Linked DNA regions of Sus scrofa: all the other regions are linked to region 1. A link is a contact called in public HiChIP or PLAC-seq and promoter capture Hi-C data. All regions are on one chromosome and are shown on one strand. The core of a region is the stretch at or near the end of the contact, and the rest is flanking DNA. Distances in the headings are between cores, read along the strand shown. Region 1 holds the start of CEP44 (centrosomal protein of 44 kDa). Region 2 holds the start of HMGB2 (high mobility group box 2). Region 3 holds the start of SAP30 (histone deacetylase complex subunit SAP30).

The links. Promoter capture Hi-C pulls out the DNA fragments that hold promoters and counts their contacts. HiChIP or PLAC-seq counts read pairs in DNA pulled down with a chosen protein or histone mark.
Region 2: a promoter capture Hi-C map of fetal liver shows a contact between it and region 1, with 5 times the contacts expected there. The contact joins the promoter of HMGB2 here to the promoter of CEP44 in region 1. A contact is called at or near these places in 1 of 5 promoter capture datasets (fetal liver), 1 of 47 Hi-C or Micro-C datasets (heart right ventricle) and 2 of 2 datasets of contacts at active chromatin or transcription factors (alveolar macrophages and skeletal muscle).
Region 3: an H3K27ac HiChIP or PLAC-seq map of alveolar macrophages shows a contact between it and region 1. The contact joins the promoter of SAP30 here to the promoter of CEP44 in region 1. A contact is called at or near these places in 2 of 5 promoter capture datasets (fetal liver and liver), 2 of 47 Hi-C or Micro-C datasets (omental adipose tissue and retroperitoneal adipose tissue) and 1 of 2 datasets of contacts at active chromatin or transcription factors (alveolar macrophages).

Annotation. Positions count from the first base shown.
Region 1 is chr14:15,894,912-15,898,686 of Sscrofa11.1, forward strand. It overlaps CEP44 (centrosomal protein of 44 kDa), which reads right to left and starts at 2,188. Exons shown (of 12, transcript XM_021074197.1): 1 at 609-2,188. FBXO8 (F-box only protein 8) reads left to right here and starts at 1,095. Exons shown (of 6, transcript XM_003132835.6): 1 at 1,095-1,355.
Region 2 is chr14:16,707,878-16,711,652 of Sscrofa11.1, forward strand. HMGB2 (high mobility group box 2) reads left to right here and starts at 2,174. Exons shown (of 5, transcript NM_214063.1): 1 at 2,174-2,285; 2 at 2,610-2,790; 3 at 2,900-3,045; 4 at 3,125-3,299. The coding sequence starts at 2,641. It overlaps LOC106507243 (a long non-coding RNA gene), which reads right to left and starts at 1,552. Exons shown (of 4, transcript XR_001303102.2): 1 at 986-1,552.
Region 3 is chr14:16,680,144-16,683,918 of Sscrofa11.1, forward strand. It overlaps SAP30 (histone deacetylase complex subunit SAP30), which reads right to left and starts at 1,807. Exons shown (of 7, transcript XR_002338366.1): 1 at 1,163-1,807.

The DNA of each region.
Region 1 (3,775 bases), core at 938-3,437:
CTAGTGTGATTATGGTCGATGGCTAAGAGTTTGTGACAGCTCACAACGCTCTGAAATAAAACAGGGGAAAACAGGGTCAAGTGCATAGCTCTGTGGGGTTGCTGTGTTAACATATAAAACCATTAAAAACTTTTTGGATAATTTTAGAATAGTAGTTTATTATAGCCATAATTTCAGATTTTTCAGAATTCACTCTGATGTTTTTCAGAGAGCGGGTAAAATCAAAATCTGTGGTCCTGTAGGGAAGTGGAGAAACACCAAACCCCCAGGGAAATAGAAAGCAAGGAAAACATCAACTTTTCTCAGCTGTTCTTTCTAGTCAGTTTCCCGGAGGAGTCGGATCGCTCCCTACCCTAAGTCACAACCTAAAGTAACAGGATGACCTGCCACGATTCTTCCCATTTCATCCTTATCAAAAGGATATCCCAGTTGGGTACACGAGCAGGGCACGACTAGGGCTCTCCTCCCCACCCCACCCCCAACCCCCCACTTGTTTTAAAAGGATGAAAAAGCGAAACTAGTTACTCGGCCCCGCCCGGGGACTCGGTTAGAGAGAGGCGAGCCCTGCACAACTTGGGGCGCAGCTTCGCCAGTTCCCCGGCGCTCACCCAGCAGCGGTCGATCAAAGAAGCAGAGAAGCAGGTTCCGAAGGCCTCCGGCCCCGTACAGCAGACGGAGGAGGTGGTAGCATGTGCAACTGAAGAGCCTCGGGAGCCCAGACTCCAGCAACAAATCTCTGCTTCCCGACGCCGGTTCCCGGACGCGCCTCTCGCGCCGACCGTTTGTATTCAGAGCAGCGGGTGGAAGCCCGCCACACACCGCGGCAGGCTCTTCAAAGCTGCCGGCTCCCCCGAGACCCTGGATTCCACGTTGCAGATTCCACAGCACGTTTGCCCAGAGCCTGGGGGAGACTGACCCTACCCAGAGCCTTCTCAGGGGCCAGTCCGATCCTAAGCTGTAGATTCAAAGTCTGCCCAGTTTTTAGGCTCAGACGGGCTCGCACTGCAAAGAGAGAAACCGAGAACTTGTGGCGAATCGTAGAGCACCGGAACAAAAATGCTTCTTCCTGAAGCCTCCGAACTCGACGTCACTTCCGGCAACAATAGGAAACGTCAAAACTCGGAGAGTCAGCCGCTCCGGCAGCTGCAGCCTGAGGCGCGCTCAGTTCGGAGGGATCCGGTGCTGTTTCTGGGGTTCTGCTCGCCGTTACCTCCACCGGGCGTGAACAAGCAAAGTCCGAACAGGCTTCTCCATGGCCTGGGCACCGGTTCCCGGCTGAACATTTTCTTTTTGGCTAAAAGCCCCCGCCCAGAGGCCGATTCGTCGCGGCGGCGGTGGAGATCGGAGGTTCTCAGGTACGGGCGTCGGCCTAGACATTTCAGAGCTCTTGCTTCTCTTCCCTGTACACCCCTACTTCTCGGAAATAATGACAGCTGCTGCTGGGCAGTTGGTAGAAACTTGCCAACCAGCGAGACTTTGGGACCAATGACGGTGCAAAACACCGTGAGTGACAGCAGTACTGGCTTATTACATTTAGGGAGCCGTGTTAGGAGGCGGGAGTAAGTGTGTTCCTAGGCCACTGGGGTGTAGGTCAGCTTGGAACCCCAGGTATGACCCGGCTTCATTTTGAAAGAAAGCCGGGAAATTGAGGATGACTCTCTTCTAGCCTAGGTGTTGCTTTTCAAGTAGAGTGGGGGTTTTTTGGTGCGTATGCACAATTCTTTAACTTTCCGGTAATATGAAGGCAAACGCATACAGTTAAGGTTACGATGGATTGTCAGTAGTTTCAGCCGTTAAACTTTGGTCATAAAGTTGCCAAATTCTTAATTTGTCGTCTCTTGTATCTGAGTGGGTTCCAGTTTCTTATTTGGTGGGTGCTCAGTTAAATATTACTAACTGGGTGAAATCAGAAATGGATCCCGAACCTCAGTCATTTAAGGGTTTTGTTTGCTTTTATTTTTATTAGGTCTATATGTACTTAGTAATTTAATCATTGAATTTTTTTAACAAGTGGGAATTTTAATTTTCAAAGATCACAGTTGTCTCTTAAAATCAATAGGTCATGACCTTTATTAGTAAATTATCAAAGCAAAGCTAATTTATATTTTCCATTTCAATTTTTCCTGTTTGTTTTTAAATGTTTGGAGTTTGGTAACCATATTTCTGAGAGGGGAGGGATTTTTTTCCCACCAAAAAAAAAAAAGAGATTTAAAAAATTGAGCAGATATCAGAATGCAAAAATTTTATACTATTTTCAGTTTGAGTCAGAAACTTGCCATTTTTATTGAGTTAAGTGGACAGTTTGTCTTGAGAGACTGTACACGATATGGCAGCTGGCTTTCCCTCCCGCGAGGAGTCCAAGAGAGAGCACCCAGGACTCTGTTTTATAACCTAAGCTCAGACATGATATCACTACTGCTGTATTGTTTTGTTAGAAGTGAGTCAGTAAATACAACACAAAGTCACTGGGAGAGGATTACACAAGGGTAGGAATCCCAGGACACAGGATATGTGGGAGTCATCTTAGGGGCTGCCTAACATAGATGTCCAGGATGATTATTTTTAGGAATTCATAGGCAGGAATCACTGAGCAAAAACACATCCAAGAGAAATGCCTGATTGTAATGAAATAGACAGACTTATATACAAGAATTATCTTTCTTGGAAAGTTTTTTTTTTTTAATTTTTGGCGATTTTCCCCGTACTCATTTCCTGAATTGACTTATTATTTCAGGGAGGGTAGAACTTTGCTTGAGAGATGATGTGTGTGAGAGGAAGGTTTGTGATTATTAAGGTGTTCGTGAGCAGAGCATATCTCAACTGAAGATCGTGTATTCTTTACCCATTGCCATTTTATATGGTTGAAATGGTTTCAGAATAAACATGAGCAAAAATAGCTTTTAAGGTGGAAAGAAATTAGCAAAGGCTAGGGAGAAGTAAGCCTTTCTAGTGTAGAAAAAAAGAATGTGGTAATCTTTGTGCTGATATGAGAGCAAATAGGAATGAGAGGTGTGTCAGAACAGAAATGTTTGTGTGTTTTAAAGCATTATTAGGTGACAGGTACCACCTTCTTTCAGCATTACCTGGATGCATATCACCAGCACAGCTTTTGTCAGTGAACCAAATAAACTTATGGGAAATAAAAGACACAGCCTTCGTTTATTGTGACACTATTTTGGCAGTGACCCACTGTAAAATTGCCCATGCTTCTTCCAAGTTTGAAAGATGTTGTAAATCCTTAGTACAATATTATTCAAGTTTATCTTTTATACATCAAGTGCTTAACACCAGTCTGACTGTGTCCATTCTCAAATTGTAAATTTGGTTTTTAAATGGGTGCTTCCTTTCAGGTTAACATACTGCATTTATAGTAGGTTACAGCCAATTAATTATTTTTGGGCTCTTAGATGTCTGCCAAATTTTAAAGAGATACTTTTGAGAATAACGCAGTTGAAATACTTCCAGTCACAAAATATCTTATGGTGATAACTAGCCATACATCATAATTTATTATACTTATCAACAGTTTAATAAGGGATATTTTGTGTGTTTATTGTGCTTTTGCATGTATGAAAAGATAGTCCTTTTCCTTATTTCACAGTATAAAAAGATTGAATTACAAAGAAATTTTCTTTGATCAGAATGCATTGAAATTAGTTATTCAAATGTATGATTTTATAGTTCATCACTAAACCAACTGCTACATACAACTATTTTTTCCTACATTTTGATTCACATTTGGAAATAGGCTAATCTATTGGCTGATCTGTGATAA
Region 2 (3,775 bases), core at 924-3,423, 810 kb after region 1:
ATCATTTTAAATCAATAGAAAGCCTAGAGATGTTATGTGTATTATTCAAAATCTCAGCCCTTGTATTTTAATTCACACATTTTTTTTAATGAAAAGCACAAATTCTTTTCTCTGTATCGTCTTTTAAGAAGATGCTGTATTCTAAAAAAAGTAAATTTGGAAAATTTATTTTAGAACATATGAAATTTCATTTATGACTTCATTGTACATGTCAATGTTACTTTTAGGGAAGTACGGAAGGAAAATGAAGTCTTGGAATGGAGGATAAAAGTAGATTATAGAAATGTCTTCCTGTTCTCTGCTGTGATGAGATAAAGAATGGAAATTGGTATCAGAGGGGTTGGCTCCTTCTGTAGGTTGTTAAGAGAAGGATCTATTCCAGGCCTTTCTCCCTAGCTGGTAGATGGCCATCTTCTCCCCTTGTCTTTTCATATCATGTCTGTCTCTGTGGCCAAACCCACAGTTTTTACGAGGAAATCAATCATATTGGATTAGGGGCTCACCCAGGTATGATCTCACCTTATCTAATTACATGTGCATTGACCCTATTCTCATATAAAATCAGTTACAATTGTGCTATAAAAGCACAGAGAAATCCAAGTTGAAAAAATAAACCATACCATATTATTCAAATAGCAATAGAGATCACTAACGCATTATTTTCCAATTTACTTTTAAATTCAGTGGTATTAGGTACACGCACCACGTCGTGCAACTAACATCCATTTCCGTTTTCAAAAACCTAGTTTTTATCAGTAAATCTAGATAAACAGCTGCTGGAACTGAGGTTCTGCTGAGCATGAGGACTGTATACAAACCAAATAGGAGCACACAGTTTAACAAATGCCAGTGAATTTACGGAGGAAAGAGAGAATATTTAAAATCTGTTGAAACCAACTGTTTCTTAACAAACGGGCCAACAGAAAAAATAACCCTCAAAACTAAATGCAACACAGAGATAGCATGTCAGTCACCATGGTCCTACCCCGGGAAAGGCGGCTTGTGAGCTTTGAAGCGAAAAGTTAAGGTCGCTGGGCCGCGCTCTCACCAGACGCAGAAAGGAAGGTTCTTAACCTGGGCGGGGAGGAGTCTGTGAAGCGCCGCGGCCGCAGTTTGGCGCGTAAATGCTTCAGAGGGCGGGCAGCTTTCAAGGCCTTCCCGGGTGTCTCCGAGGGATCTCCGACACGGAAAAGGTTTTAAAAACGACCGCGTGGCAGAGACAAAACAGTGACCATCGCGGGGACAGCGAAACGGCCTAAGGCGGCGAGGAATGGAGGATGTCGCAGGGATCGGAGTCGGGGCAGCAACCGGGTGGGGATGGGAGGGATAGCCCAGCCCGAGGGTCACCGCCCAGGATCCGGCCCGGATGGAGGGGTGGAGCCAGGGGGATGCTTCCCACCCCTCCCGGCCCCGCCCTGCTCACCCCCGGCTAGACGCCGAGACAAAGTGGGGAATGAGGGGCCAAGTGTGGACTCCACGGGCGATTGGCCCCCGTGGGGGCGGGAACGGCTCCCCCACCCCTCCCAGGGTCTCGCCACCTGTCTTCCTCCGGTCCTACCCCAGCCTCAGCGACCGCCGGCGGGGCTGGTCGTCCGCCGCAGCGCAGGCTCCTCGGCCTCCCCATGTTATTCTCTGGACGGGGCAGGGACCACCACTCCGGGAGCCGGGACTGCGGCCGCTCTGGGGCGGGGGACCGACGGGACGCACCTCCCCGGCTACCTCAGCGTCAGCCAACCGAGCGGTGCCGGCTGGGTAGAGTAGACCCCGCGCTTTGAGACTCAGTATTTTTAAATCTGGCGGGGCTTCCCCGGCGGGCCAACCACGCCCCCCGCCTCCTGCCACAGCCAGTCAGCGCCAGGCCCGCCATTTTTCAAACCCTTTTCCGGCCGCCAATCAGGATCGGGCAGCACATTCCTCCCCCGACCGGTTCTAACGGGTCTGGGAGTTAACGACCCGGGCGACCCACCGAACCTGCTAGGCTGCGGCCGTGGGGACGGGCCTGGCGACACGTCGACCAATCGGAGGCCGCCGGGGCTAGGGGGCGGGGCCTCCTGGAGTTTGAATAATCCCCAGAGCCAATCGGAGCGTCGGGGGCGTGGCCTGCGGACCGGCTCGTCAAGTTGCCGTGGCGCGGAGCAGTCTGCAAAACAAGAGGCGGAGGATTGCGTTAGCGACAAACCAGTTCACGCCGGAGCCGCAGGTAGGCAGCGTCGCGGTCGGACCCGGCCGCTGCGCGGGAGCCTGAGGAGAAGCTACCACCAGGCAAGAGACCCCTCCGGGCCCCGGTGAGTGGCCGGCCGTCCCCCTTCCCTCCCGGACGGCCCGGACGCCGCAGCTGTCGGGGCTGGCCCCGCGGGCGGGATCTGGGTGCGGTCCGGAGGGCCGCGCTGTGGAGGCGGGAAGCCCGGCCGCCCGTTCGGGCGTGTTTTGAACGCGGGGTCCGAGGCGGCAGGTGGGAATGGGGCTCGCGGCGTGGAAGCCAGAGCTTTCCTGTCAGGGCGGAGGGGCCTCGCGGGGCGTCGCGGCCCGGGCCGAGGGGCGGGGGGCCTTTGGGCGGGAAGCTGCCCCGCCCGGCCTCCCGCCAGCGCCCGGCCGCGCTCTCCCGCCAGGTGGACGCGTCGTCGCCGGCGCCGCAGCACCATGGGGAAGGGCGACCCCAACAAGCCGCGGGGCAAGATGTCCTCGTACGCCTTCTTCGTGCAGACCTGCCGGGAGGAGCACAAGAAGAAACACCCCGATTCCTCGGTCAACTTCGCCGAGTTCTCCAAGAAGTGCTCCGAGCGATGGAAGGTGGGCGCGGGCCCCCACCCGGCTCCCGGGCTCCGTGCACGGGCAGGTGGCGGTGACTCGCTTCGGTGTTTATAGTCGTGTGTTTTTCCTGCCCTTTTCATGCCCACAGACTATGTCTGCCAAGGAAAAGTCCAAGTTTGAAGATATGGCAAAAAGTGACAAAGCTCGCTATGACCGGGAGATGAAAAATTACGTCCCTCCCAAGGGTGACAAGAAGGGCAAGAAAAAAGATCCCAATGCTCCCAAAAGGCCTCCGTGAGTTTATTTTAAAACCGACAGAATTACTCCCTTGCTCTTTCATTCAGTGTATTAAACCTCTGTTCCTTCCTTTTAGATCTGCCTTCTTCCTGTTTTGCTCTGAACATCGCCCAAAGATCAAAAGTGAACACCCTGGCTTATCCATTGGGGATACTGCAAAGAAATTGGGTGAAATGTGGTCTGAGCAGTCAGCCAAAGATAAACAACCGTATGAACAGAAAGCAGCTAAGCTAAAGGAAAAATATGAAAAGGTATGTTGTCTTAATTTTTTCCAGGCAAGTTTGAAATAAAGTAGGTATTTTCTAAATGAGTATGATAGAAATAGGTAGAAACTGTACACACATAGTTTGGTTATCAGCTTTGTTTTGAAAAGGTCTAATGAGAATTGTATGCTTAAGCAGCATAAACTAACTGAAACCTTTCTTTTTGGACTGAAACCAATGTTTGTAGCACTGGTAGATTGCTGCATTCAAGACTCCACTTGTAGTATAGGTATGTAGTTAAGAGTGTGGAGGACCAAACAAAAGTATTGTTTTATGTGGATGTATCTAAAAAGAGAAGTTAGGGAAGGAGCTGGCTGTGTGAGGTAAACAGGTAAGGGTAGTGAAAGTACTGATATCAGTGTAATACACCCCCATTATTTTACATCATTAGCTTTCTAAGGCCCAGAGGGAATGCTCTCAAAATCAAATTTTAGACAGTCATCAGGGTTATTGGTCAATGATCT
Region 3 (3,775 bases), core at 557-3,056, 780 kb after region 1:
AAATTGATATTGTTCACAATGTTGCTATTTGATAATATTTCTCTACTTAAAAATCGTTAATACCGTAACTATGCTTCCTAATTTTTCTAATTTAATACATTATCATCCAGATACAAACTACACATTTTTACAAATAAGCTACTGATTTCATACCCTAGATAAATTTATTTTTTTCTAGATAAATTTAAATCATAAATTTTTCTGAGTATTAAGTAAATGCACTTGTCTGTGATACGTTTTTCCAACCAAAGCAATGTGAAATTACACAAGTATACCTGAAAAGGTTCTCATGAACACGACTAAGGAACTGTTAGAACACGCAGAAAATATCCCAAATAAACTTTTCAAAAAAGACTTTATTACATTGTCCTGAGAGCTGTATAGTAACATCTGAAATACTGGGTGTCGTACATTAACAGTTACTCCTTAAAAAAATAATTGAAAGCAGAACTAATAGGCTTTCAAATTAACCTCTGAGCTAAGTGCAAGTTAAAAATATGCAGGACGTGTGCTAGTTCTGACGTCTTGTTATTTATACTGCCGGCTCAAGCTCCGAAAAGTGGAAATGGTTGTTTATAAAAACCTCATAGGTGGTCAAAAGAACAGATCCGCACAAGGACGAAAAAAGAAACCCTGATGGCTGCCAAACCGAGGGTAAAACCGCGGAGGCTGCGTGCTCCGCATGTCGATAGCAGCGGCCCTAGATGCTGACACTGAGCGCCCGGCTCCCGGCGCGGGGGACGAGGAACTGGATCTCCTCGCCCGCGGCGTCAGTCCTGGCAGGACTCCACTTTCCCTAGACCGGGAGCTACTCCCCGGGGCCAGCCGCCAGTTCGGGCAGCCGAACAAAGACACCTGGTTCCAGAAGGAGCTACCGGGCTATGGGAAAACTACTCTGGGCCTCAGCGCAGCTGCCCTCTTTGTTCCGCTCCCCTACCTCGGCGGGGGAGGAGGGGAGCGGGTCCGCCGCGCAAGTGTGCCGCTCGGGCTGCCGTCCCGGCTGAAGCACTTTGTTGTTTGCTTCCTACTAAGGATCCCGGAACCGGCTCGCGCTGCGCCCTTCTGGGCCCCTGCACCCCTACCCGCCTGGCGTCGGCTCCGCTCCCGAGAGCCCAGAGGGTGGGCAGGGCAAGCCAGGCCAGGCCGTCCCGCCGCCACTTACGCTCTTATCCAGCTCGATCTTCACCTTCTTCTGAGAGATGCTCTTCTGGATCCTCTTGCTGAAGCTGGCGTTGCCCGCCGCCCGGCTGCACCGCTCGCCGTCCTCCCGCAAACAACACAGCTGCCCGGGGCCCGGCCCGGCCGCCCCCGGGGGCCCCGCAACCGAAACCGCCCCGGCGCCGGGCACCTCAGCTCCAGAGCCCGCTCCGGCCCCGTTCCCTGCAGAGGCGGCGGCCGCGGCGGCGGCCGCGACCACGGCAGCCACCGCAGCGGCTGCGTCCCCGCCGCGGCTTATGTCCTCTGGCGTGAAGCCGTTCATGTCCCCGAGCTGGCGGCGCCGCGCTGACAGAAGCCCCAGCTCGCCGCGCTGCTTGCCTCTCGGGAGACGCCGGGGTCTCAGCGGTCCCTCAGACACCTGCGCGGCGGCAGCTATTCACTCTGAGCCCGAGCCCTCCGCCCAAAACCAGAGGTCCCTGGCCTGCCGCTGTCTGCTGGCGCCGGGACAGGGCACAAGGTGTGTGGTTGGGAACCGCGGTCGGGCGTCGTTTGGAGCTAGGACACCCCTCTCTGTCACATGGAGACTCCTCAGCAGTTGGACCGTGGCGCCTCCGCCTCCGCCTCTCTTCAGTCCTCGACTTGCGCAAGCGCTTTGTGCCCTCGCCCAGCCCGAACCCGTCCACTCTGCCGCAGGGCACCACGGGAATTGTAGTTCCCCTTCCGGGAGTTAACCCGAGCTCCAATATGACCCAGTGCTTCGCGGTTTAGGGAGACTACTCACCCCAGCATACATCGCGCGGAGGCGGGCCGGCTTTTTTGTGTGTAAAGCACAGGGAAAACAAGGACTTGTGGTTGGGGGTTGCTGTGTTTTCTGGCTTCTGGTCTGTCCCGGGAAGTTAGGCTGTGTTTAGCTCCCAGGATTTTGCAGAGCTGGCATTCTAGAGGAAGAGGTCACTCAACTCCGGAGGCGTAGCACAAAACGTAGGGGCCGTGGGTGGGAGGGGAGGGAAGTGAGCCTGTGGGAAAAAGTTTTGGGGCCGTTTTCGTATCACTGGTAAAAGTTTTTGCCGTGATACCGTTTTTGTGGGAAACCCAAACCAAGGAAGATGGGCGCCCTGGCGTTTTCCGGGCCCTCCAGGTCCCGCAGCTAACACCAAGGGATCTGGAGGGCATCTCCACCAACTGACGCCCCAAATTGTCCATTAGGGCGCCTGCCTGAGGTGGGGAACGCTGGTCCCGACCCCCGTGACCCCGCCTCTCCGCGCGCTCGGCCGCATCGCTAATGCCTGGCTAGAGGCCGCTGCCAAATCCTCGCATTGTCCCTGCGAGGGACGTGCACTCTGTCCGCTGCCTCCAGAGGTGGAGCTGCTGACGTGTGGACTTAACGGGGCAGCTTTCTTTTCCGGGGAACCGGGAGCTGGTCTAACCGTTCCTGAGGCTGCCGGCACTCGCCCTGCCCCAAGGGCATGGGGTGGGAGGGGCCGCATCTTCCGTGAGCACGCGTGTGTATGCGTGCGTGTGGACGCGTGTCTGTGGAGGTCGGGGTGGAGGGATGGGAGAGGCTGGTACGAAAGCTGCACCTTTGCTGGTTGCACCGCTTCATTATTTGTCAGTATGTATATCCTGTTTAACAATTACATTGTTTAAACAAAAATAGAAAGCGATTAGGTTTTTTGAAAGTTCTTTTATATTTACGGAGTGAACTTATTTATAGATGGTTATTTAAAATGTAAAGTGTCATCTGCACTGAAATTCAAAGCCATCCAGTCCATCTGTGCACTTCTGTCCTAGGGTAAAGAAAGGAAGAAAAAATAAATAAATGGAGTGGGTAAAAGAAAGATACTGAGTGGTGTTAGCTTTTCCAGCTGCACTGTCCAGTAGGGTGTCCGCTTGCCTTATGTGTATATTGAGCACTTGTGTTTTTTGTGAATGAAAAACTGAATTGTTAATTTTACCTCATTTAAATATTTAATACTGATTTCAGTAATCAGAGAATTATTAAATAGGAACAACTTGGATAAGAATCTTTTTTTTCTTAAAAATTTTGTGAAATCTGAATTTAGCATCTCAACTGAGATGTGTGGTAAGTGAAAACTAGAAGCAGGATTTCAAAGACTTAGTACCATAAGTTTTTTTAAAAAAAGTATATTGATGGAGTTCCGGTGGAGGTGCAGTGGTTAATGAATCCCACTAGGAACCATGAAGTTGTGAGTTTGATCCCTGGCCTTGCTCAGTGGGTTGTGGTGTAGGTCAAACTTAGCTCAGATCTGATATTGCTGTGGCTCTGGCATAGGCCGGTGGCTACAGCTCTGATTCGACCCCTAGCCTGGGAACCTCTATATGCCGCAAGTGCGGCCCTAGAAAAGACCAAAAAAAAAATAAAAAAGAATATTGAATAGCTTATAATTTTTATATTGCTTACATGTTCAAATGATTAAAAATGGCTATCCTGGGTTAAATAAAACATAACATTAAAATAAATTTTACCTGTTTCTATTTTTCAAAATGTAGCTGTTACAACATTTAAAACTACACATATGGCTCACATTGTATTAGATATTGCTGGTTTAAAATATTAAAATGCAGAATAATACTATCTACTGTTTATGGATATATT